2 separate regions of the Arachis hypogaea genome follow, and region 2 is linked to region 1. A link is a contact called in public Hi-C data. All regions are on one chromosome and are shown on one strand. Each heading gives the region's core, a stretch centred on a gene start, on an enhancer-like site or on the middle of the called end of the contact. The rest is flanking DNA. Distances are from core to core; before and after follow the strand shown.

Evidence for each region. A called contact is a pair of places that touch in the nucleus more often than the background predicts.
Region 2: a contact with region 1 is called in a Hi-C map of leaf, with 4 times the contacts expected there. The contact joins the promoter of LOC112714981 here to the promoter of LOC112714977 in region 1. A contact is called at or near these places in 3 of 8 Hi-C or Micro-C datasets (leaf and an unstated tissue).

The regions. Positions count from the first base shown.
Region 1 is chr10:6,516,370-6,519,069 of arahy.Tifrunner.gnm2.J5K5, reverse strand. It overlaps LOC112714977, which reads right to left and starts at 1,279. Exons shown (of 14, transcript XM_072204523.1): 1 at 809-1,279.
Region 2 is chr10:6,672,834-6,675,533 of arahy.Tifrunner.gnm2.J5K5, reverse strand. It overlaps LOC112714981 (deoxyuridine 5'-triphosphate nucleotidohydrolase), which reads left to right and starts at 1,314. Exons shown (of 5, transcript XM_072204527.1): 1 at 1,314-1,636. It overlaps LOC112714983 (protein VACUOLELESS1), which reads right to left and starts at 824. Exons shown (of 16, transcript XM_025766698.3): 1 at 1-824. The coding sequence starts at 597.

The DNA of each region.
Region 1 (2,700 bases), core at 30-2,529:
TTATCATCAAATACATTCAGTGAGCAAAACCAATCAACCAAGTACTAACTGGGCATTTGGAAAAAAAAAAAGAATCAAAATAACATTTAAATCACAGCAAAAACACAACAACAATAAGAACATTTAAACAAAGCAACCCAAAAAAAAATCTAAAAATCACCATTGCTGAAAACAACAATTTGATCCGTGTATGCTCAAAGAATTAAAAGCTAAGCTTACAGGAAAGTGAAGAATACCAAAACCAAAGAACCTTCAATCACAGCTTAAATCAAGAACAGAAAATCACAACAAAAACAAAAAAAATTAAAAGTAACAGAAGAACAACAGAACAACAACACAAGATCAATTAGCAAATTAACAAATTCACAATAACAGTTAAAATTTACCAGAAGAACACACTAGTGCAAGTGGAATCATCATGCTAATATGTTTTCTGCAAAGATGCTATTTGTGCAGCTAAAATTTCCTAATTACTAAGATCCAATTATTCTAATTTCACATGCAATCAACTTACTAAGTTTCTAAAAGCTAGAAATTATAAAACCAACCAGAAATATAGTTAAAGCATTTCATCAAACATGTTTAGTGCCGTAAAATTAAAACAAAATAAGAGAATTCAAAGCTTAATATCAATGTGATAGAGAAGAGAACATAACTATTGTAACTTTAATTCAGTCTATGAAATAATCCAAACCACTGCCAAATCAAATAGTTACTTGTTGTAATAGAAATCAGAAGTTGCAGAGTTTGAAGCAGAGTATTGGTGTTGTGTGAGGGTATTGTCTGGTGGCAGGTTTAGGGAACTCACGGCGGCGACAAAAGAGAGCAGTTCGACAGCTAGGTGGGCGCGCGGGTTGGTCGCGGTGTTTGAAGCAGAGAAACGTGGTTTCCAGACGAACACGAATGCGAACTCGAACGGTGAACGGCGATTGAACGCGAACAGCGAACAGTGAACGCCGAGCGAACGTGAACGGCGAAGAACGCGAACGAAGACGTGAACGTGAACGGCAAACAAACGGCGATGGAAGCGCGGCTAAGCAGACAAAGACGACGGACGCCGAGCTCGAGGAAGCAGCCGCGATCGGTGACAGCGAACAGGGGTTGAAGACTTGGATCACGAGGGAAGCTAGATAGACGGACGGATGGCGAACTTTGAGTACGACGGACGCGGCAGTATGCCACTCCTTGCGGCGGTGGTGTAGGCTTAAAGTGCTAGGGTTTTTTGGCTGGGGTTGTGATTTGATTTCTTTCTGAATGAAAGACAGAAAGGGGGAAAGGGAGAAAGAAACGAAGGAGCTTCTGTTTTTGTGTAAACCGGGCGGGTTTCGGTTCGGTCCAATCGGCCGGTTCAGTGGTTTTTTATCAGTTTTTTAAATGGCGATTTTACATGTCTGATCGGACCGTTAATGTTGTCGGTTTGTGGTTAAATCGATCTGACCGATCAGTCCGGTCCGATTTTTAGAACATTGATTAAAACAGAACTAAGAACAACTAATTAGATCCAAAAAAATTAGAACAAATAATTTACCTGAAAGCTAAGAGGCATCACCATTCTAGATGTAGAGGAATGGCTACTGCGATGACTACAACGCGAGGACGACAATGACTACGAACTTGCGAAGGACGACAACCGACGGCTCTGGTGCATGCTGCTGGTGCATGGAGTAGACGGCGTGCTGCTGGAAGAGGTGGTGTGTGGAGGACGACAGGAAGAGAACCTCTACGACGATGGGAGAGGGAGAGAAAAGAGCCGCACCGCCGCGATGGTGCTGTCCAACGGCATTGATAGCGGGGAAGGGGAAAGAGTTTTCGGCGTTGAGAGGTGGTGAGAGCTCAGAGGATTGGAGACTGGAGAGAGGCTAAACGGAGTTAGGGTTACTGGTGGCTGTGAAAGGGTTAGCCGGTTCGGTCATTTGGAAGGGGGACTTTTATATAGGTTTTTTTAAGAAAATCGGTTCGATTCAGTTTGGTAAGAATTTTCAATAGCAAAATCAAAAACCGAAACGAGCCGCAAAAATAACTGCAAAACATCGTTTTTTCAGTTTTCAATTTGTTCAGTTATCGATTTTTTCGGTTCGGTTAGTCAGTTTTATTCGGTTTTGATCGATTTTGAACACCCCTATCGTTAACCTTCAATTCTATGTGGTTATTGGTGTTAGTAATGTCAATCTAAAGATTTAAATTCTTTTTGATATGGTTGTTACAAATTCGATCTCATAACTCGGCATTATGTACCATAACTCGGCACTTTACGTTATAACTCGGCGTTATACGTTACAATCAGACTCAATGGATTGCATCCTGCAATAAAAACGTCTGACCAGACAGAAACAAACTAATAACTGATCTTCAATTCAGATAAACAAACAGAAATATAACCGACCTATTATACTCCACTTATAAAGGTATGGTCTCTTATCCCTAACGAATATACTGAATTCACAATACTAACTTAAATATCAGAGTGCCTTTGCAGGTACACTCCCCCTTTTTTTTCGCACTCTCCACAACGTGACATCTCCCTGGACGAAGAGTTCAGATCTTCCTAGCATAAAGCTCGGTGTTAAAGGCAACAGCTCGGCATCGACTCCCATAGCCGAAGTTACGTTCAAGTTACTCACATAATAACATTTTTTTTTTTCAACACTCAAAATTTTTGTCGCTTCTTAGTTACAAAATTAAAATTCTAAGTCTCAATTT
Region 2 (2,700 bases), core at 65-2,564, 160 kb before region 1:
AACTCCGAGAAGCACCTCGACGTTTCCAGACATGGTGTACTGTGGTTCGATCACGGCGATGCACCGCGGCGGCTCGTCAATCATCGGATCGGCGAGGGGGACGGGCTTAGGGTTCCGAAAATCGGGAATACAAAAGAGCTGATTCTGCTCAGTGATGCAGACAACGCCGTTTCCCCAGAAAGCGCAATCGGCAACGTTCTGCTCGAAGCATTCCTTGCCCATGGAGATGTTAGGTTCGACGAGTTGGGCGTGGAGGTCGTAACGGTAGATGGTACCGTCTTGAACGACGCAGACGAGGGTGAGATCATCGTTCCAAGACATTCCGATGAGGCGGCCGCCCGGGTGGCGCCAGACGGCGTCGGCGAGGGGATGACCAGCGGAGTTGAAGAGGCGGAGCTTGCGGAGGGCGGACTCAGCGTGTAGCTGGACGATCTTGGAGTCGTCACGGATGACGGCGACGGGACCGCCGAATGGGGCGCCAGCGACCTTGTGGCGGGCGAGGTCCACGTGTTTCCACCTCATTGGGTAGAGCTCTGGCTTGCGGTAGTAGCGGTTGTAGAGGAGCTGCCACTCCGCGGCCACTGAGACGTTGGCCATTGCGGGAGAGAGAGAGTGAAAGTGGGGAGGTTGCGGGCTATCGGGCTATACCCCTATAGGAAGAGTTTCTGCCTTTCTTGTGTGACATGTACTTTTTTGGAATCTGAAAAGCTACCAGATACCAATTTTAATTTATATTGACAGGTATTTTTAGTTAGAGTAGGAGTGCAAAAAAAAAAGGCCAGATTAGTCATAACAGAATTGGTGATAGAACAAGTTGGTTTATTAGTTCAATTGATGAGATGAGTTATTAGTTGAATGACTTGAATCCGCAGTTTTAATTTTGTATAAATAAAAAATATAAAATAATAAAAAATTTAAAATATGTTTTTTATTAATATTCTAAAAATAATTAAAATTTAACAAATTATAATTAACAAATTATAATCTAATTATTATTAAATAAATATATAAAATTTTAGTATTTTTTAAAATAAACATTTTTATTTTTATTTTTATTTTTATATTAAAATAATTATTTTTTATTTTAATAATTAATTAGTTCGTTTATATTTATTATATTATTAATCTGTGTAATTATCAAACTCGACTCGATTCAGTCGGGCTGAACCACTCGTCAAACCGCTTAAGCTTTGAATCCAGTGAAAACCGGTTCGACCCGGACAGAACTTGTAAAAATCAGTGACCCGGCCGGTTCATGTAACCCAGATCGGGTCATTTTTTTTAAAAAACATCGGAAAACGGCGTCGTTCACTATCAACCCCCTCCCTCCGCGGTGCCCTAACCCCAAATGGATGATCACCCACCTCTCAAACCTCTCTCTTCTCTCTGACTGAGTCTCAAGCTCACTGAGTCTCACCTCTCTCTCACGGCTGGTGTCGTCGTCGACATCTCTCTCTCCGGTATCTCGCTTCTCTCGCGGCCGTTTCGGACTCAAGCTCGTCGCGCTCTGTCAGCGTCGTAAGCATGTCGCGCTCTATCACCGTCGCAAGCTCTGTCGCGCTCTGTCACCATCGTAAGATCGTCTTCCTGCTTCTGCCATCAACGCTTCCTTCGCCGTGAGTTGGTTTCTTGGCAGGTGATTTTCAGCTTCGGCCCTGTTATTTCTCTTTCAATTTCATTGCTGTAAATCATTAGTACATCTTGAATTTGTTGTTGAAAGTTGAGTTTATTGCTGAAATATGATTTAGCTAATTTTGTTTTGTGAATACTAGGGATTTGAAAATTATCATAGTTGAATTTGATGTTGCAAATTATGAATGAGATGAATTTATTGTCGTATGTTGAAATGTTGCTGAACATATCACTGAGCAAAGCTTTTTGTTGCTGGATAACATTATTGAGTTGAATTTTGTTGCTGGATAATATCGCTGAGTTGAGCTGAATTTTCTGTCGTAAGTTCAATTGTTGCTGAACATATCATTGCGCAAAGTTTTTTTTTGCTGGATAACATTATTGAGTTGAATTTTGTTGTTGGATAACATTGCTGAGTTGAGCTGAATTTGTTGTCTTCGGTTCAATTGTTGCTGAGCATATCACTGGGCAAAGTTTTTTGTTGCTGGATAACATCATTGAGTTGAATTTTGTTGCCGGATAACATCACTGAGTTGAGTTGAGTTGAATTTGTTGCTGATTATTATCATTGAACCTTGAATTTATTATGTTGCTTAAAAAATCAATTAGCTAAATATTTTGTTGCCGTAAATCTTTTGTTTTTTTTTTTGTTGCTGAGTTGAGTAACAATGCTATGAAAGATATAGATGTAAATCAAAATGAGGGAAATGTTGGTCAAATTCCAAATTTGTCCTATAAAGATATAAATGCTGACTTTGAAATCACCGATTGGACTTGATTTACCGATTGGACTTGATTTACCGATTGTGTTATATTTTTGCCCATTCTTGTTCATTTAAATTGAGAAAGTATTTTGTTCTAGAGACTAGATTATTATCTCTTTTTGCATCATTAGTTATGTCTAAGAATTGATATTTGATTATTATTTTTGTAAAGACTTGCATTTTAGGTTTTAACACATGTTTTTAATTTTATTTATATAATTTTATATATTTTTTAATTATAACCGGGTCAACCGGGTAAATCAGTGACCCACCGGTTGAACCGGCAATCCGGTCATATGGCCGG